Linked DNA regions of Mus musculus: all the other regions are linked to region 2. The links are chromatin contacts, called in public HiChIP or PLAC-seq, capture Hi-C and promoter capture Hi-C maps. All regions are on one chromosome and are shown on one strand. Each heading gives the region's core, a stretch centred on a gene start, on an enhancer-like site or on the middle of the called end of the contact. The rest is flanking DNA. Distances are from core to core; before and after follow the strand shown.

Region 1 (2,700 bases), core at 50-2,549, 690 kb after region 2:
ATTAAGAAATAGTGATTGTTGATTCCTGATATTTTTGTTGTTTGAGGTGGAATTATGTTTGTGTGGCTGTCTTCTTTTGGGTTTGTTGAAAGAAGATTACTGTCTTGCTTTTTCTAGGGTGTACTTTCCTTTCTTGTGTTGGAGTTTTCCTTCTATTATCCTTTTTAGGTCTGGATTTTTGGAAAGATATTGTGTAAATTTGTTTTTGTCATGGACTATCTTGCTCTCTCCATCTATGGTAATTGAGAGTTTTGCTGGATATAGTAGCCTGGGCTGGCATTTGTGTTTTCTTAGGGTCTGTATGACATCATATTTCTTACTGTCTTAGCTGAAGAATCAAAAAAGGAAAAAAAAATCTAATGAAGGTAGAGATCTCTGTAGAAGAGGCAGTGTAATGTTTGTAAGACCAGAGGAGATGGGTGACTTCAAGAAAACAGTGTTTTCCAGATAAGCAGGGTTGGTGCACATAAGAACTCAGAGAGACAGTGGCTACATGTACAAGACCTACATAAGTTCAATAAAGTTAGACAAAAATCCCAGCCCAGGGAAGGGGAAGTGGTAGCAAAGTCCCACTCCTAATCAAGATGCTAGGAGAGCGAAAATTGTTTTTCCTTAATGGAGTGACACAGGGAACATCAACCACACTCCAAATGAGGCCCCGTATGTGGGAGCAGCTGGCCAACACAAAGCAGAAATTTGTTGTCGCTTGCTTGTTTGATGAGATGATACATGAGGGGGTTTGGAAGACCTGTGCTTTTGAGGAAGGAGGCTGATTATTTTTATTTTTTTCATTTTATTATTTTGTGTGTGTGTGCAGGTATATTTTTCCTGCAGGTATGGTTTGTGCACCCATTGCATGCATGGTGCCCTTGGAGGCAAAAATAGGGCATCAGGCATCAGATCCCCTGGAATTAAGAGTTACAGACAATTGTGAACCACGATGAGGTTCTGGAAAGCCAACCCGAGTTCTCCAGAAGAACTTCAAAGGAGCCATCTCCCTAGCCCCAACCCTTTGACTTTTGCCCTTCTGGGATCATCAAAATATCTTGTGTGGTGATATTGAAACATGAGCTATAAATAAATGTACCAAAAAGGAACGATAAAAGTAGTGCATCTGAGAAAAAACCTTGGTGGGGCCAGGTGCTCTCCAGAGTAGGAACCAGGGTCAACTGTGAAGTCTTCCAGGGAGGAAGGAGATGTTTCTATTGTCACTCAGGATTCAGGAGGCAGGCTCACGGATTGTTGGCCAATCAAGGAGAACGTTTGGTAGCTGTGTGAACTGCCCAATGAGGAGTTTCGGTCTTCGGTGACGTAGAAAGCACAACATTTGGGGTGCCATTGTGTGTCCCCGCCATATTGTCGTCCTGTGTCTTTGACTGCGGCCCCCAGGTCTCTCTCCTCGGTATCTCTGTCCCCCCTACTGACAGCGGGAATCGCAGGAGGTCACCTGGACACCCGGTGACTGGAAATGGTGCGTGCGCAGGCTGTAGGGAGGAGGCTACTGTAAGCGGAGGCGGCAGTGGGGACGCGGCCTTCCAGGGCAGCTGAGTCTGCATCTCATCTGCTCTGCTGGGCCGCGCTGCCCGGGTCCCTCTGGATGGAGCTGGACCAGCAGGCAGAGCTGCGGTCCTGTCCTTTGCTGAGAGCTCAGTGCTGCGGGGTCTCAGGTCAGCTGGGCGCTTGCAGCCTGCGTCTCCGCAGTCTGGGAGGTGTAGGCGGAGAGTCGTGGGGAACCGTGGGTTTGGGCTCTTGTAAGGGGATTTGTAGGAAAACCGCGAGGTGAGCCCGGGTTCTATGCACGTTGTCAAAAAAAAAAAAAAAAAAAAAAAAAAAAAAAAAAAAGTAGGCTGCATTTATGTCTGCTCAGTGTCCCAATTTACTTAACAGTCAGTCATTTCTCAGCCTTTATCGGCTAGGATTTGATGAGTACACCTGGTTATCCTTGAGAGCTGGCCATTGGCAACCACGATGCATTTATCCCTATCTTAAGTATTACTATCAATAGGCAGGTAACACATGACCATTTAACACAATGGTATACAAAGTGCAAGTTACTAAATGGTTAGAAAGGCTGAAAATATAGGAGGTTCTCAAGTTGGAGGCAGAGAACTGGTAAGACTTATCAGTGAGGGTGTAGAATGTCCAATGCACGTTCCGAGCACAGGCTGTTGTTAGAAGGCCTGTTTGAAGTGAGCTGAGGTCCTAGAGCTGGAGTCCTAGGGTAGAGACGGGGCTTTTCCTGTGATAAGTTTTCTGGCTTTTGACAATTGACCCTATGACCCGTCAACCAGCTTGTTGCAGTTTCTATAGTCTCAGGCAGGGGGTTATATCTGGTTAGGCTGGTGAGTTTTATGTGCATGTATATATGATTTGGTATATTGTCAGGCGTCATTATTGAGACAGATTATTAAATTGTGCCTTTATTTGTTCTTTGTTGATATTGATATTCAGAATAAACCAGTGCAGAGTTTTTGCTTAACAAAACAGTCATGTAGGCCAGAAAGCTGATAGTTCCCAAAGCACAGAGTATCCCAGAACAGCCCCACCCCACCCTGTCTTCTCTCACATTTCAGTGACATCCGCTAGTCCTATGAGAACATGCCTATGGGTTTCACTCAAGGGAAGTTTCCTCTAAATTCCATGACTTGTATTCTTAGCCTAAGGATTCTTATAACTCTCAATAAATGCCTGACTTTCCAA
Region 2 (2,700 bases), core at 141-2,640:
GCCCCTCCTCTGGCAGGCTGCAGGGAGGCCACTAGCCTGGGGGAAGGGCACAAGTGCTGGAAGAGGGAAAAGCCTCCCGGGAATGTGTGTGGCTCCATCACATCCTGGGGATCCTATAGGGACCAGCACTCCACACCTAGACTTTTGTAGGCTGTGCGGGAAACCCAGCTAAAGAGGTGGAGGCTTCTCAGTGGAGGACAGAGCTTCTTTGGCCAGGCATAGGCAGCCATCAGCCTGAGGCAGCAGGCTTCCTCCAGGCGCTGCACATCTGGCCTGGCTGCTGTGAGCACACAGACAAAAGGACCAGCCAGAGGGGAGGCCTAAGGGGAGGGGCTGCACAGGTCACCACTCCCATTACCACCAACCAGCTGTTAATTAAAGTGTGTCTCCCCCTGGTAGGGAGGCTCCTTGCTTCAGAGTTCTGTGGCATAGATGACCATCTGAGGGGAAGTAGCAGCCCCAGCTCCACTCTCACAGGCAGACACACAAACAAACACAATCACACTCTATAGGGCAACCCACACTTGAATAGCAGGAAGGCCTGGTTCACTAAACCCAAACACACACAACTACATACCTCCACACCTATGTATACAGAAACACATATTTCCACATGGACACCCAGACAGCCCATAAACCCAGACAAACAGGCCTATGTGCACAGTTACACAGTCCAAGACAAGCCACAAGCCTAGCAGCCTATACACGCTCATTTAACACAGAAAGTTAACACACACACATGCACAAGTTTACACATTCATAGCAGGGGGAACTAAGAAATTCTACAAACTCAGACACATATGCATGCAGGCATTTCCACTAATAACACTCCTGAGAAACGCAAATATTCAGAGACAGACACACTTGGCATTTACATGCACGAGAGGCATTTTTCTTACCCTCACTTAGGCAAACACTCAACACACCTCAACAGTCTGCCCACACAGTCGCTCCCAGATGCTGAAAGCCATAAGGTCATACAATCCGCAGAAGCACAACCATTTGGATACGTGGCTGACCTCGACCCCCGCCCCAAACCTGAGCCAACCCAAACAGGCAGTCTGTATCTGCAACACTTAGGGACATTCGGCACCAACACAGCACTCGCACAACGGGATCCGTCCAGCACATCTTGTCCCCGAGACACACAAAGTCACTTATAATCACTGCATTCCGGTGACTGCGCCGCCCAACTGGGTCCCCAGATCGCCAGTACCTGCGTGCCTGGAGCCTTCGGTCCGCTGTAGACGCACAGACTCACCGCCCGGCGCACAGGAAGGGAGGGAGCAAGCGCCCGGTGGCGTGGCCGGGGGAGGGGGCGCGGGAAGGCACTCACTTCCTGAGCAGCCTGCCAGGGTTATTAAAAAAAAAGAAAAACCAAAAAAAAAAACCCAAACCCCGCCCGCCGCTGCTGCTGCTTCCGCCGCCGCCGCCGCCCAGGGCCTCAGGCTGGACCCAAGCCAAGGACCCCGGAGCCCGGATTACCCCGCCTCGCGAAGGGCGCCCGTGTGGGTGGAGATGCTGAGGAGGAATTTGGGATGGGAGTTGGAGAAGGTTGGGGGGGGGGGTACGGGAGAGGGGAGGCTGGGGGCGGAGATAGAAGAAGGCAGGGGGTGTGAAGGGACAGAGGTGGAGAGTGGGGGAGGAGTGGACGCACACAGTAGGGGGATGGGGGGGAGGACGGAAAGGAGGGGTTAGGCGGGAAATTGTGAGGGAGGAAAGTTTGAATAGAAAGAGGTGGAGGAGATGGGGGTCCTGGAGAAAGGGGCAAAATTGAGTTGGGGGCTAGCGAGGGGGTTGAGACAAGGGGAGAGCCCAGTGCCTTGCCTCCGTTAGCCGAGTCAACAACAGCTGTTATTTATTGAGGGCTGGTCCTTGCTCAAGCAAACATTTATTGGGCGCCTCTCCGTGTGCCAGGCATGGTGCCCGAGGCTGAGTGAATAAATCTGAGTTGGGTCCCAGCCTTCACAAAGCTCCGGTCCGGGGGCTTTGATCTGCTTTGGCTCTGCTTTTGAGTTCACTTGCTTTAACTCTCTAGCAGTGAAGAGGACCTAGTCAGTTCCATTTTACAGATGTGAAAACTAAGTCCAGCCAGGGGGGCGTCATGATCATCTTTGGGACACAGTGTTTAAATCTACGAGGAGTTTGTACATGCAGGAGATGACCAGTGCAGTGGAGCAAAGCTGGGATTCCAACCAGCTTCAATCCAGGCCTGATTGTGGGAGTGTTCTACACCATTACCCCTGGTCTCAGAATTCCAAGATTGGCCCCCACAGTGGGCTTTGGCCTTGGCCTTGACCGACTCTGATTCTAGGTTTTCTTATCCTTAGAAATGGGGTAATGACAGCCTTTGTAGGGAGCAGGGGAGGAAGAGGGGTGGTTGTGGGAGGGAGCAGGAGAGTTTCAACCACAAACATTCCCTCTGTTCTGAGTTCAGCTAGGGATACAGGTAGTTCTCTGTCTCTACGTTGAACTTAGTCTTGAACTTGGAAATGGCATGTTAAGGGCTCATGCACTGTACGAAAAATTCCTATGGTGCCCGAACCCTCCTGCCCGGACCCAACTTCTCTGGACACCCTGCCAGACCAGAGGGGCTGTTAACTTTTACATACTGCAATCCCTAGAACCCATACCCACCCCTGGCCTCCACTAACCGAACTGCCCCTTGGGCCCCTTGGCCTGAGGCACCTGCCTTTGCTT
Region 3 (2,700 bases), core at 153-2,652, 890 kb after region 2:
CAATTCCCAGCATCAATGTTAAAAAAACAAAAACAAAAAAAAAAAAACCCTGGGTGGAATGGCATACACCTGCAACCCTGAGAAGGCAGAGACGGGGTCAGAAGATTCTTGAGGCTTGCTGGCCAGCTAGTTTAGTGGAATCACTGAATTTCAAGTTTGGTTTGAGACCAACTCTGAGTCCAGAAGCTCGGGATGGAAGTATGGCGACAGGGCTGATTTCAAATAAGGCTTCTAAGGTTACTATGGCTGGGCTGAAACACTATGACCAAAGCAACTTCAGGAGGAAAGGGTTTATTTGGCTTACAATTCCACATCACTGTCCATCATGGAAGGAGGTCAGGACAAGAACTCAAACAGGCAGAAGCTGATGCAGAAGCCATGAAAGATTCTACTTACTGTCTTACCCCTCATGGCTTGCTCAGCCTGCTTTCACCAGCCCGAGGATGGCACCAACCACCATGGGCTGGGACCTCCACCATCAATCACTAGTTAAGAAATTACCATAGAGATGGATCTTATGAAGGCCCTGCTGGGACAGACTCCCAGACTAGGTGCGTAAGAGGAACTTCCCTAATTATTTCCCTAATTGTTGATTGGCTAAATGAAGATGGCAGAAGCTAATAGTTGGATGAAAGAGAAGACAAGATTTCCGGGCAGGACAGGAAGAGATGACAGGAGAAGACTGGGAGCTGGACCAGGCGGCAGGCCTGCAAGGAGTTGCAAACAGGTAGGTTTCTCAGGGCACCGATAGCTCATGGCCTCTGCAGTTGTGCCTGAGGAGGGCAAGGACGATGGGACAGGATATTCTTTTATCAGCCTTTGAGTTACCTGGTCAGTTTTAAACTACAAAAGTCTTTAGTGTTTTCCTTTCACAGGGCTAAAGGGAGCTGGGTGAGACCGGAGTGGCCATTGTGGCACCAGGCAAGTAGCAAGCAGAGACCAGGAGAGCTAGCATGGGAGCTGAGTAAGACCAGGGTGGTAGTTGGCAGTCCGCAGAGCCAACCGCAGGGTTGGCTGATCGTTGGAGCATGAGTGGTGGCTGTGGTCGAACGCAGGAGGGACTGCGTTGAGCAGCTTGGCAAGGCCAGCTGGAAAAGTGGGCTGCGGTGTGAGAGAGCAATGGCCAGCACCATGGCGGCTAGCCGGACCAAGCATGGGTTTCCTAAGTAGAGCTAGCTGCGGTGTGATCTCAGAGTTAAGTCGTGAGGGGCAAGGGGAAACGTGCTTTATAAAATTACCTGGGAGGAGCAGAGATAAGCCGAGCTATGGGAAGAGGCTCAGAGCAATGGACTACTGGGAAAGGGTACCCTCCAACCTGCTAGGCTGACTGCACCCACACTCCTGTAAGTAACCCCATAAAGCACATTGGTTTGCAAAGTTGGACTTTGGTGGTGTCATTATTTTGATTTGTCATCGTTTCCCTGTCTGGTTTCTTCATATCCTCCCAGGAATTATGTCACAGAGTGTTTACCACTGACCAAAGTGACAATCACACCAAAGTCCAACTCAGTAAATCAGCAATTTTTTATTGGGGTTACTTGCCAGGGTATTGGTGAGGGCTTACAGAAACAGGGGTAGCTCAAAAAAGTCCACCCATCACAAAAGGGCAACAATGCAGGAAAACTTTAACCCTGAGCTCACTCAGTCTCCTCCCGAATAGTTGTTTGTTTCTTCTATAAAACTCGAGAAGGGGCTTCAAGAGTCTGGTGAGCCAAGCAGCAGTGTCCCAAGCCTTTACTAATAGCACTCAGAAGGCAGAGGCAAGTGGGTCTCTGTGAGTTGGAGGTCTACAAGGCAAGTTCCAGGATAAGCAGAGCAACCCTGTCTAGAAACAAACAAACAAGCAAAAACAAATCTGGCTCGGTACATAAGATGCTATTTGCCTACTGGGCCTCATAAACCTTCCCTCTTCCTCCTGGACTGAACGTGTCAAATAGGAGAAAACTGCCTTAGAACATCAGGCAGAACGGGAGGGGAAAGACAGTGATCCTTGCAGGGGCAGAATGTTAGAGACCACTCCAACCTCCATCTACCTAGCCTCGCTGCCACCTCTGTCCTGTCATCAAGGGCATCAGGTGTCAGGTCTTAGAACTTTCAGAAAAGAGGTATGTGTTCCTCCTGGAATCCCGCAGCAGTTCATTATACTAAACCTGGGAAAACTAGTATTTTCAAAGCCTGCTGTTCCCAAACTGTCCTGCAAAGGGAGCATTCTCCATGGTCAGGAGACCAACAGATGACTGTAGCCAGTCAGAAACAGGCCTAGCTGTGTTTTTAAGAATTACACAGGCATCTGTTGTGATCTGTGGAATGCAAAGACCTACACTTCCCCACCCCCTGCAGCCATCCGTTGTCACGATCCTAGGCAGAAGCAAAGGGAAAGGGAGAATATCTGCACAGGGTCCCCAAGACTTATTTGCTTCAGAGGGACAAAGGACAGGAAATAGGAAACAAAGACAAGGGGTAAAGGACAGGGGAGAAGGGGTGGGAAACACAAGAGATGGGAGAAGGTTGTTTGTCCCAGAATGGGACAAAGGACTTCTGGATAGAGAGGAGACCAATGTAGCCCATAGGCAAATGGCAGTTTATAAAGGTAAATTAAGAAACCAGGTATTAGGATGGAGTGTTTAATTAGACATGCTAATTAGAGGAAACAAAGAGGGCTTTTGATTGCTGTACTTCAATAGTGTGATAGCTGCACTT
Region 4 (2,700 bases), core at 110-2,609, 740 kb after region 2:
GAGAGAAAAGAGGTAAAAATGGAAAGCAGAGAAGGACACAGTCTGCTAATTTGTCAGTAAATATTAAATATTTTTTATAAATGTGAAGAAGAGAGAACTGGGTGGGAGTCTGAAGAGTTGGGGGCTGGAACGCTGGCTTCGTGGTTTAGAGTGCATATTGTTTTTGTAAAGTACCCAAATTCTGTACCAGGACCCACGTTCTGCAGTTTATAAGTCCATCTCCGCGGATTCAGTGCCCTCTTCTGGCCTCCATGGGCATCTGTTCTTGCGTGACATGCACACAGACACACAAACATATTTTTAAAAAAATAATAAATTCTTAAACAAAATCTGTAAATGCCATCTAGTCATCTTGCTGGCTGCGCCTCAAGTCTTTTTAGCTTTCCTATTTTCGCTCCTGTCTTCTAAAATATCACTTAAAATACCTGTCTGCAGGTTCCCTGACATTGTTCCAAGCTTGCACCTTCTTCACCTTCTTCACAGCAGGAATCTATTATCTGTCTACTGCTTCCCACCCCCACCCCCCCACCCCCGGCCTCTTATAACGCTTTCAGCACCCAGAGCAGGCTTACAATTCCAATCTTCTCTCTTCAAGGCTTCCTTTCTGATTTCTACCATTCCTCTGTGAACTTAGTTCTACCTCCGCAGTCAGGCTGGTTCTCCTGATTGCAGGAATGTCTGCCCTGGAAGTCATCTGTGGAGTATTCCAGGTTTATGTGTTCAGAGTCCTGGAGCTCCGCTGCGACCTGCGCAAACTTCCACTTACTGAAGAATCTTTGGAATGCTTCGAATCTTAAGAATGGTTCTGTGTCCTTCCATTCCCAAAATGTTTTGCTCTAGAAGTGACTTTGTGAGGGCAATAGTGGCGAGGTGGGTTCAAGAGAGAATTTGAAAAGAGTAAGCAGAATGGGTAAATCCCCAGCCACAGAGACCTTGGTGACAACCATCGATCACAAAATGAGAGAGAATATTAGAAGCGCAGCCAAATAGGCATAATTCACATCATTCTTTTCAATGCCATTTCTCACTCACGCAAATAGAATTTAGCCGACATCTTTGCTTTGTTAAAGAATAGACTTCTACGTATGTTTAAATCCATGTAAAATATAAAGTATTCATCCCCTTCACACGTAACGCCAGAAGTAGAGTTTGGGAATCCCACCTCCAGTTTAGACCCCAAGTATCAAGCCTTACGTTCGGATTAGAGGTTTGGCGCCACAGTACACTCGAGAGGATGCTTTTTCTGTCATTTAAGCATTGGGAGGCGTGCACGTGACTCACTGGCCAGTAAGAAAAGTTGCTTGGCTGCATAAACTGTCCAATGAGATTTTCAGATGTTGAGAGAGGGCGGGCACAGAAGCGGAGGATGCCACTTCCCGTCCAGCCATTTTAGGCGTTTGTGTCTTCTGTGGAGAGAGACCCGCAGGTTGTTTTCCCCAGTGTCTGTGTTCCATCCACTTACTGCAAGAGCTGCCGGAGAACAGCAGGACACCCGGTGATTGGAAATGGTACGTGCGGCCAGGCGTCCCGGCTGCGGGGAGGGCGCCGCTAGAAGCGGAGGCGGCAGTGGGGACGCGGCCTTCCAGGGCAGCTGAGTCTGCATCTCATCTGCTCTGCTGGGCCGCGCTGCCCGGGTCCCTCTGGGTGGAGCTGGGCCATCAGGCAGAGCTGCGGTCCTGTCCTTTGCTAAGAGCTCAGTGCTGCGGCCATGGCCTCCCTAGGCATCCGGGCACCCGCAGCGACGCGGCTCCGCAGCCTGGGCGGTGGCGGCAGCGTCGCGGTGAGACACGGGACCCTGGAATTCGTGTGTGTGTGTGTGTGTGTGTGTGTGTGTTGGGGGGCAGGGAAGCCGCAGGGTGTGGTGACCTTGTGTCCTGGGCGTGTTGTCATAAACAGGGGGGACAAGTTTGTGTGTTTCCAATGCCAGAATTTATCGAATAATTAATAATTCACAAGTCATGTGTATTTCGTTAATAATTAATCCAGTAGTCCCGATTTTGCTAACCAGCCATTGGCAATCAACGCGTTTTTATATAACAATCTAATTGCTAACGTTAACTGGAAGATCACACATGAACATTTCACACAAAAACATACAAAATGTGCAGATCACAGAATGACTAAGAGCCAAAGTGGTTGAGTTTAGAGTCTGTCCTGAAGTAGGAGGCATTGAGCTGAGGCGGGTGCAAAGAAGAATCTGAAAGGGGACCAATGATGATGTCCTAGCAGTGTAGACACAGAGATGTCAAGTATACGCGCACCGAACGTTGAAGTAAGTCAATTTGAAGTTGGCTGAATGTCCTGGGCAGGAGAAACCGCACTGGAGATGGAGTCCAAAGGACTGACTCAGTTCTTCCCTGTGGGTAAGTGTGACAGTTGCCTGCCATCCTTTGGGCTTGGGGATGCTCCTTCGTAGTGCCAGGTGAGGGGATTATATGTTGTATACTTTGTGTGGTGTTTCTAATACAATTTGGTATATTTTTAGTTGTTGATATTGTCAGTTTGTCCCTCCTAGTTTTCTAGGAGATAGTGGGCCTTTTTTTTTTTTTTTTTTTTTTGCTTGCGTAAACAAGTTGTACTGCCCTTCCTTTTTCGGGGGAGGGGCTTTGAGTAACTAGTCCAGGTTGTTATTTAATAAAATGGAGTCATTCTAGGCTTGACGTTGTTGGAAAGCAGATATTCCCTACGGTATCACTGAGT
Region 5 (2,700 bases), core at 61-2,560, 990 kb after region 2:
ATGTGCCTTTGGAATAAAGTCATTGCTTAGCATGCACAAACCCTAAGCACTTCAGATAATCACTACCAATGTTAAAAAGTGTTCATCCTTGACCTACATTGCATAATGGAGCCCACTAATGCATCTTCAGGACAGAGGGCAAAATGAGGAAGGACAGTGGCCAAGAAGTGGAAGGGAAAAAAACTACAATCTCTCTTCTGCACCCAAACAGTAGGTGGAGGTAAGAAATCGCAGCTGAATCCTACAGGGCAAATAGCAACCCAGAGAGATACAGTCACTGATCTGAAACCAAGAGAGATGAGCCAGGCAGGAGGCAAGACCTTGGACATACTGAAGGAAGATCTCAAATCCAGCAGTGAAACAGAATATACCAGGGATGCCACTACTCTGTGCTATTCGCCATGGGATCCACTGACTATGACACATATCCAGGAACTTGAGGAATCCTCAGTCCTGCTGAGAGTATGGCCCACAGTAGGCTGGTGCCAGGTAAGAGAGAAAGGCTGATGAGCACAACTTGGAAAGAAAGATAAATGAATGTGGGGTTGTGATGAGAATAGGGGCCCAAATAACTTTCTTTGCTTCTCCCTGCTACAGGCTCCAGACCTTTCCTGATGCCTAGGGAACACATACACCCCGGTACCCCCAGCCTATCTGCCGCCATACTCACCATGCCCAAGTGACCTGAAAACCAGTTTTTTTTAGGAGGCTGAGGGAAACAACTGAGGCGGGAGCAGTTCTCATAGAATGAGTAAGTCCAGGCAAGGATTCTGGCCAAAATCCAGGAAGCCACTCCAAGCAGCAGAAGATGCCATGACGAGGTCACCACAGAGCCCAGGTCCAGCCCAGACACACTTAGCCGCAGCATCCTGCTGAGCAGACAGACACAGGAGGAGATTCTGAGGTTTGGAAGAGGAACCTGGAAAACTTCAGAATTTTGAGCATGGGCAGAAACTGGAGAGTAGAGCAGGGAGTAGAGCAGGGAAGGGGATGGAGATACAGGAAGAGACAGAATGAGAGAGAGAGAAGGAGGCAGGGAACACACAGACAAGAGCTGTTGAAGTCTGGGATGGCTCTGCCTGAAGCACAAACGGTTATCCAGGAACCCAGGCTCACTTGTGCCAATTGTCTCCATGGAGCCACCCCAACACTGATAAACTCATCCTGATCAGAGTCAGGACCCTGTCTTGCCTCAGAGCCCAAGTCGGTACCTTATCTCAGGAGCTGCTGGTCCTCTAAGACCTTCTCCCCAGTCCTGTGAAAAGCATTTATCCCCTGCTTCCTAACTTCAGGAAGCTGTGTGGGAGGCTGGGTTAGGCTGGACTGAACCAATCAAATCCCTCCCAGGCTCAGCCACTTCCTCCCTGCCTGGGCATCAGGCCAAAACAAGTTGGGCGGGGCCAGACTGGAGTGGAGGGGAAAGACTCAGGGCAACACACACAGGCAGGTTGCATTTAGGATGCAGCACCTCTGAGTCAAGGGCAAAGGTGACTCTGGGCCCTTCCAAGGGCAACAGTCTGCTGATAAAAGCGTGAAGGAGGAAGTACAGGTGCCAGGATGGTGTTCAGGATGTTCCCTGAGCATCTCCCAGGGATCTCTGCACATCTCACTGGTGGGAGTGCAGCATGCAGAATTCCTCACTGCAGAACTGCAGAACTGCAGACCTGTCTCTGGAATGCCTCTGCTCACCGACTACAGTCTTGCAGCATTCAGTCCTCTCCCTTAGCAGCCCAGCCCCTGGATAGAAACAATTCCAAACTAGACCAGAGAATCCAGCCATGGTCAGACTGAAGAGATAGATGTCCTGGCTGGGAAAATACACCTGGCAACTAAAGGGTCAGAGTTCAGCGGGTTTGTGAGGATGAAAGGAGTCAGACTGAAGTGCTATGAGCACAGGGGTACAGGCAAGAATGAACAAGCCTGCAATGGCTTGTCTTCCCAGGATCAAATGGCGACTTGACCTTAACAGGAGTGTATGCTGTTCAGAAACCCTAGATCGGCAAGTCATGGACTTAGCAATCACTGAACCCTCCCATGGCCATGCTCCCCATTATTAGACAAGTAAAAGGAGCCAACATCACACCAAAGCGCGGACATAAAGAACAATGGGTGGACCAGCTCAAAGGTTGGCAGATAAAAGCAATCTCAAAGTCCTGAAACAGAGTTAAGGGTACTTGATTGGTGGTTGATAGAGCAAGATAAGGGCAGAGGTCAGTGGAGAAGTCCAGACTCGCCAACTCAGGGCTCCCCAAACAAGAAATGAGGGACTATGGAGGCTAGGGGTCCCTAATAGATCAAAATTAAGCAACCTCAAGACTTCCTCCCCAGGGGATTTTTCACAAGGTGTTGTTTCCCTTTCCTCTAGTAAATTTTTCAACTTCACAGGTACTTTTTAAGCATAGGCAAAGTCTACAATTTCACAACTACTTATGACACTGAATTCTAGGGTAATGAACGTCTAAAGGAAACACACAACATTTCTAAAAGAGTCCACACTGGAGAAGACACAAGGAAAGACTGTATGGAACAGAGCAGTATAAGGCCCCCACTTGTCACAGTTGAAGCCATAGCTGTTTCGCTTGACTTAGCATTCTTATTTTTTCTTTTATTTATTTGATTTATGTATAGAGATGTTTTGTCTGCATGTATGTGTCTGCACCACACACAAGCTTGATTCCAGAAGCTTTGCAAAGAAAAGAG
Region 6 (2,700 bases), core at 42-2,541, 710 kb after region 2:
AATGAATGTTTTCTTAAAAGAGCCTTTAGCTTTAACAATATTGAAACAGTGAATTCCAAGAAATTGAGATTTCTCTGGGAATCTGGTATTGGGAGAAGAAAACCCTGGGCCAGAGCTGATGCTCATCTCCTCCAGGAAAGGGATGAACAACCTCACAGAGATGGTGACAGTCCAGTAATGGGTGGCATCACCCCTCATCCTGGACTGCTTAGTATGCCCTGGGCTTTAACTTAAACTTCAGTCTCACTTTAGTAACCCCAAGATAGACTAGTGGGGAATCACTGGGTCTTTTTGTTCCTCTTCCCAACATAGCCACATTGCATAAATTTCTTCTTTTCTGGTTTTCCCTACTAATTTGCATGTTTGTCTTCACGAGGTTGGGTGGCTGAACCTGGCTTCTTATAGACTGTGACCTCAAGTTTAGTAACAGCCATCAGGAACAATCTGACTCAGTGTCTCTCTTGCATTTGACCCTTGTATATATCTGCATGGACAAGCTGAACTGTACAGCACCTCCTGTCCAAACATTGACTATTTGGAGTCAGATAATAGTGTGCTTGTGGAACACACCAGAAGTCACTGGGTCAAATTAAACACTGGATCCTTGTTAAAGCGTGAGGACTTTGCTGGTATGTTTGACCTCTTTCTATAAATTCCACTTTCTGTATGCCTTCAATAATTTCATTCCTTCATATGTTTTCTATGCTATTGACTGAATATAGGTAGCCTCCATCCCTCCCTCACACACACTCTCTCTGTGTCTGTCTCCCTCCCTCCCTTACTCCCTCTCTCCCTCTCCCCTCTCCCCTCTCCCCTCTCCCCTCTCCCCTCTCCCCTCTCCCCTCTCCCCTCTCCCCTCTCCCCTCTCTCTCCTATTCCAGACCTGGTATGCCTTTTGTCTTCTATGGTGCGATGGGGCTGTTTCCATAGACACCGAGTCTGGAATCCCTCTGTGCTTCTGTAACCCCATCAGAAAGGGGAGGAAGCAAGAATTGCCCGCTGAGCAAGTGTTGGGTCAGGAAAGCTGGGACAGGGCTCTGCTTCTGCCCTTTCCCACTGTGGGGCCAGTGAGGATCTAGGAAAGTACTCTATGCAGTCTGGGTAGGCTTGAACCTAAAATTTCTAATTTGAATCTCAATGTGGTAGGTGAGTGTGCTCCTCCAGTCGCTAAAGCTTTAGGAGGCGGGTCTGTGGATTGATGGCCAACCAGGCAAGTTGTTTTGGGATGCATATCCAATGAAATATCCAGGCATTAGGAAGATGGCCGCTACGTATCACTGAGACATCCCCTTTTGGTCCCCGCCTTATTTGGGGATCTGGATTGTTAGCATCTGTACAGGGAATCTCCAGGTCTCTCTCTCTCTCTACTCCATTTCTGCCTCACCTCCACTGACTGCAGGAACTACAAGAGGACACTAGGACATCATGTCTCTGGAAATGGTTCGTGCGGGCGATTGTGGCAGTGGGGTACAGCTCTCGTCTGCAGAGGGGTCTCTCTGACTCTGATGAGCCTCAGAGCGGGATCCTCCGGGTGGAGCTGGTCCAGGCTGCCCTGTCTCTTGCTGAGCGCTCACTGAAGCAGACACATCTGGTCTCTCGCAGTGCCAGGTCTAGGCAGAGTGGGTGGTGGTGGCAGAGGGTGGTGGAGACTAGGTACTCGGGTTGGGGGTTCTGCACCAGAGGAGGTAAGAGGTGTGTTGACCCCCGGATCTTGTGCATGTTATTCTGAAACATACAGAGACATGGATCTTTTTTACACTGTCACGATTTATTAAATAGCCAATAAATTCTTTTTCCTTGACTACAGTTTTCCAAGTAAGCCCGATTTTGCCTTCTTTCTGGCCGTGGGCAGCCACTGCTCTTTTATTCCAATCTTAATCACTAACATTAAACCACATATTAACATTTCACACAATAATGAACCAAAACACAGGTTGCAGAATGGTTAAGAAAGTGTTAGAAAGGCTTGAAAGCACACAAAGCTTTACTGGAGTCCAGGCATTGGAGCTAATACGGGGACAAAGAGGGCTGTTGAGGATCGAATAATTCTCATCGATCAACTAAGCCGGAGAAACTGCGAGGACAAAGGCGGGAGGGAGTCCTTGCCCACGGTTATTCCCCTTCTCTTGACAGCTGACCCTGTGATCACTGCCTGTGTGCCACACTCTGGTTTTGGGGTGCTCCTTGTAGAAATTCAGGTGAGGGGTTGCATATATTGTGGTTGATAAGCTCATGCGTCTAGTGTTTTTGATAAAATTTGGTACATTTTCAGGAGTTGTTTACTGATGTCACTTTGTGCCTTCTGGAGTGCTGGCAAATAGTAGCTCTTTTTCCTCTATGAGATCTTATGCTTAAAACTCGAGCAAATCAGATTAACGTTGTTGCTGAACACAATGGAGCCATTCTAGGTTTGGCATAACCTGCAACATGAACTAACTACAAGCAGCCCGCCCCCACGCCCCCCTCCACCCCCCCCCACCCCCCCCACCCCCCCCCACCCCCCGCCGTCTTTTCCTTGTCTCATTTCAGTGGCACCTGCTTTTCCAATGAGCCTTGCAGGTTGCTCTAGTCTCATCCTGTCGCTGCAGTAACATACTGACTGAAGGCAGCATGGCTCGTGAGGAAAGGGTTCTTTTGGCTTATTATTTTCAGGTCACAGTTCATCATTGAAGGAATTCAGAGGGAAAGCTCAGGCAAGCA
Region 7 (2,700 bases), core at 173-2,672, 630 kb after region 2:
TGGACTAGTTAGACCACAGCCTGTAAATTATTTTATACATCTCTCTCCCGCTGTGTGTGTGTGTGTGTGTGTGTGTGTGTGTGTGTGTGTGTGTGTGTGTTCTGTTATGCTAAAGAACCATGTGGTGGTTTGAATTGCTTGGCAAGGCCCAGGGAGTGGCACTTTTAAGACTTGTGGCCTTGTTAGAGGAAGTATGTCATTGTTGCAGTGGACTTTGAGGCTCCTAGTGTTCAAGCTCTGCCCTGTGCAGAAGAGAGTCCCTTCCTGGCTGCCTGGAGAAGACAGTCTCCTCCTGGATGCCTTCTGATTAAGATGTAGGACTCCCAACACTTACAGTACCATATCTGTCTGGAGGCTGCCATGCTTTCCACCATGATGATAATGGACCGAACCTCTGAAACTGTAAGCCAGTCCCAATTAAATGTTTGCCTTTATAAGAGTTGCCTTGGACATGGTGTCTCTTCACAGCAATAAAACCCTAATTAATACAAACCCTAACACACAGCAAGAGCAGATGTTTATTGGTCTGAGAAAATAAGGCCTCCAAACCTGAACACATCACAAAGGCTCTGAAAATCCGTTTTTGCAGTAGAGAGCAGGGCAGGAGGGCACTGATTTCAACAGGCCCAGAAACTGGTTTTCTGGGTAAACATTTTTTGTTTTTGTTTTGTTTGGTTTTTTGCTTTTTGTTTTTGTTTTTGTTTTGTTTTGTTTTTTTTTTTTTGAAACTGCAGGGTGAGAGACAAGTCAGGTTGCCTATTTTTGTCAATTTGTTTGTTTGTTCGAGACAGGGTTTCTCTGTATAGCCCTGGCTGTCCTGGAACTCACTCTGTAGACCAGGCTGGCGTCGAACTCAGAAATCTGCCTGCCTCTGCCTCTGCCTCCCAAGTGCTGGGATTAAAGGCATGCGCCACCACCACCTGGTTATTTTTGTGAATTTTATTGGTGGAATAGTTCGCAAAGTCTTGTACAGACTGGCGGTATAGCGGTGGGATGTGGGAAGATGAGAGCGGGCTGAGAGGTTTCCTTTAATAAGGCCCTTCCTCCTAATCCTACTCAAAGCAGCTCTTAAGAGTTGTCTCCGTGACCAGAGTCTGGAATTCTCTTGCTCTGACCCCATTCTTAGGAGGAAGAATTAGGAACGGCTCACTGTGAATTGTTACAAGCAAGAGAACAAACTTCGCTTGCATGCACACAGTCACCCAGACAGGGCTAGAACGCAGGGGTCTAGAGTGAAATCTGCTTGCTAATTTGCCTAATAAAACTTGTATGCCCTGTCACTAGCGCTCCAGGACCTGAGCCAAGGGCTCGCTGGCCTATCCGGAGAAAGGTTAGGCTCGCTGGCCTATCAGGGTAAAGGTTATTACTTTAGTGTCTGAAGTGTCCAATGAGAAGTACGCTTCTTGCATGAGGGGCTTTGTCTGACCGAGGTCTGTTTCCTTAAACCCCCTCCCCAGCCCCCCAAATTAGGCATGTTTGTGTTATTTGGAAGTATGTCCTAGATGCCAGGCCTAGATATCAGAGTCGCCTTCACTGACAGCAGGAGCCGCAGGAGCACACCAGGACACTCCGGGGCTGGAAATGGTACGTTCGGCCTGTGACTTAGATGTGGGCAGGATGCTGCGGCAGCAGACGGAGACCGCAATGGGAGCAGGTCTTGCAAGACAGCTGAGTCTGCAGCGGAGTCTCATCTGGCTCCGCTGGGTCTTGCCGCTCCGATTCCGCTGGGTGGAGCTGGTCCATCAGACAGAGCGGTGGTCTCTTCCTCTCTGAGCGCTCAGCGCTGCAGCGTCTGGGGTCAGCTGGGCTTCTCCACCAAGGTCTCGGGAGGATCCTGAGGAGCCAACTCTGGGAGTTGGATTGGGACTCTTCTACGGGGGATGAAGGTGGAGCTGCGTGGATGATGAAGGTTAGGACACGAGTCCTATAACTGCTTCGTCCTCCCCTGAAAATCTCGACACACCCTATGCAGTGTCTCAGGGCGCAGCTACCCAGAGGACTTTGTGATTCTCAGTGTTGAGAGAGAGAGATGGGGTGGGGGGTGCCGGGGTGTGTGTGTGCGGGGGAGGGGGGTTAGACATATTGGAGCAGCGAGTGGCCCCATCCTTTCTGGAATAAATGCCCATAGTGCAGTGACTCTCAACCTTCCTAATGTTCATTTTGTGATCCCATCCATAAAATTACCTTTGTTGCTCCTTTATAACTGCAATTCTGCTACCGTTATGAACCGTAATGTAAACATCTGATATGCAAGATATCTAACATACAACCCTTGAGGCTGGTACTGGTCCTGGACTCACAGATCTGCCTAGTTCTGCTCTCCAGTGCTGGGATGAAAGATGTGCACTTCCACACCTAGTGATTCCAGTTTGAATCCCTAACATCAACCAGCAGATCACACGGGGACATTTCACACAACCAGAGACAACACAGGTTACAAATGGCTAGGAAATAGTTAAAGAGCCTGCAGAATCCGTCTGTCCTGAAGACACAGGTAGAGAGCTGAGGTAGGTGAGGGGGGAGTCTCCAGGGGACCAGCTAAGGCTTGGCAGTGCAGGTACGTAGATGCCAAATGCCTCTTGGGAGGACAGGCTATTGGATGGTGACTTTCAGGTGGGCTGAATATTTTGCCACGAAGAAACTGCTGTGGTGAGGGACATGGTGATCCAGGAGTTGACAATTTTGCTGGCTTTTGACAGC

The links. Promoter capture Hi-C pulls out the DNA fragments that hold promoters and counts their contacts. HiChIP or PLAC-seq counts read pairs in DNA pulled down with a chosen protein or histone mark. Capture Hi-C pulls out chosen DNA fragments and counts their contacts.
Region 1: a promoter capture Hi-C map of hippocampal neurons shows a contact between it and region 2, with 5 times the contacts expected there. The contact joins the promoter of Zfp799 here to the promoter of Adamts10 in region 2. A contact is called at or near these places in 9 of 39 promoter capture datasets (the 3T3-L1 cell line, 3T3-L1-derived adipocytes, HPC-7-derived erythroid cells and 5 more) and 1 of 115 datasets of contacts at active chromatin or transcription factors (embryonic stem cells).
Region 3: a contact with region 2 is called in a promoter capture Hi-C map of liver, with 3 times the contacts expected there. The contact joins the enhancer-like site here to the promoter of Adamts10 in region 2. A contact is called at or near these places in 6 of 39 promoter capture datasets (the 3T3-L1 cell line, 3T3-L1-derived adipocytes, cranial neural crest and 2 more), 1 of 484 Hi-C or Micro-C datasets (uterus) and 1 of 115 datasets of contacts at active chromatin or transcription factors (embryonic forebrain).
Region 4: a promoter capture Hi-C map of hippocampal neurons shows a contact between it and region 2, with 2.5 times the contacts expected there. The contact joins the promoter of Zfp871 here to the promoter of Adamts10 in region 2. A contact is called at or near these places in 8 of 39 promoter capture datasets (the 3T3-L1 cell line, 3T3-L1-derived adipocytes, frontonasal cranial neural crest and 4 more), 3 of 115 datasets of contacts at active chromatin or transcription factors (embryonic hindbrain, embryonic stem cells and large pre-B cells) and 2 of 9 other capture datasets (adipose tissue and liver).
Region 5: a contact with region 2 is called in a capture Hi-C map of macrophages, with 5 times the contacts expected there. The contact joins the promoter of Cyp4f16 here to the promoter of Adamts10 in region 2. A contact is called at or near these places in 10 of 39 promoter capture datasets (the 3T3-L1 cell line, the HPC-7 cell line, cranial neural crest and 5 more), 1 of 484 Hi-C or Micro-C datasets (myocytes), 5 of 115 datasets of contacts at active chromatin or transcription factors (double positive thymocytes, embryonic forebrain, embryonic stem cells and 2 more) and 1 of 9 other capture datasets (macrophages).
Region 6: a contact with region 2 is called in a promoter capture Hi-C map of 3T3-L1-derived adipocytes, with 5 times the contacts expected there. The contact joins the promoter of Zfp811 here to the promoter of Adamts10 in region 2. A contact is called at or near these places in 5 of 39 promoter capture datasets (the 3T3-L1 cell line, 3T3-L1-derived adipocytes, cranial neural crest and 2 more), 1 of 115 datasets of contacts at active chromatin or transcription factors (embryonic hindbrain) and 1 of 9 other capture datasets (embryonic stem cells).
Region 7: an H3K4me3 HiChIP or PLAC-seq map of embryonic forebrain shows a contact between it and region 2, with 8 times the contacts expected there. The contact joins the promoter of Zfp870 here to the promoter of Adamts10 in region 2. A contact is called at or near these places in 9 of 39 promoter capture datasets (the 3T3-L1 cell line, the C10 cell line, the HPC-7 cell line and 4 more), 7 of 115 datasets of contacts at active chromatin or transcription factors (bone marrow-derived macrophages, embryonic forebrain, embryonic limb bud and 4 more) and 2 of 9 other capture datasets (embryonic stem cells and pancreatic islet).

The regions. Positions count from the first base shown.
Region 1 is chr17:32,828,860-32,831,559 of GRCm38.p6, reverse strand. Zfp799 (zinc finger protein 799) reads left to right here and starts at 1,299. Exons shown (of 4, transcript NM_177359.5): 1 at 1,299-1,471. The coding sequence starts at 1,469.
Region 2 is chr17:33,522,775-33,525,474 of GRCm38.p6, reverse strand. Adamts10 (a disintegrin-like and metallopeptidase (reprolysin type) with thrombospondin type 1 motif, 10) reads right to left here and starts at 1,390. Exons shown (of 25, transcript NM_172619.4): 1 at 1,217-1,390.
Region 3 is chr17:32,636,098-32,638,797 of GRCm38.p6, reverse strand. It overlaps Cyp4f37 (cytochrome P450, family 4, subfamily f, polypeptide 37), which reads right to left. Exons shown (of 13, transcript NM_001100187.1): 13 at 2,614-2,700. Among named protein-coding and RNA genes, the nearest start is that of Cyp4f37, 16 kb to the right of the region's middle. Within about 2 kb of position 1,402, at least 7 of the 459 cell types and tissues checked have an H3K27ac peak or open chromatin away from gene starts, as enhancers often do. A contact at or near this core is called in liver, where this site is marked.
Region 4 is chr17:32,786,946-32,789,645 of GRCm38.p6, reverse strand. It overlaps Zfp871 (zinc finger protein 871), which reads left to right and starts at 1,359. Exons shown (of 4, transcript NM_172458.3): 1 at 1,359-1,508. The coding sequence starts at 1,506. Gm17115 (predicted gene 17115) reads right to left here and starts at 1,252. Exons shown (of 2, transcript NR_168031.1): 1 at 573-1,252; 2 at 1-259.
Region 5 is chr17:32,535,167-32,537,866 of GRCm38.p6, reverse strand. Cyp4f16 (cytochrome P450, family 4, subfamily f, polypeptide 16) reads right to left here and starts at 1,310. Exons shown (of 13, transcript NM_024442.2): 1 at 1,212-1,310; 2 at 671-869. The coding sequence starts at 868.
Region 6 is chr17:32,808,522-32,811,221 of GRCm38.p6, reverse strand. Zfp811 (zinc finger protein 811) reads left to right here and starts at 1,291. Exons shown (of 4, transcript NM_183177.3): 1 at 1,291-1,440. The coding sequence starts at 1,438.
Region 7 is chr17:32,890,325-32,893,024 of GRCm38.p6, reverse strand. It overlaps Zfp870 (zinc finger protein 870), which reads left to right and starts at 1,422. Exons shown (of 4, transcript NM_207245.2): 1 at 1,422-1,584. The coding sequence starts at 1,582.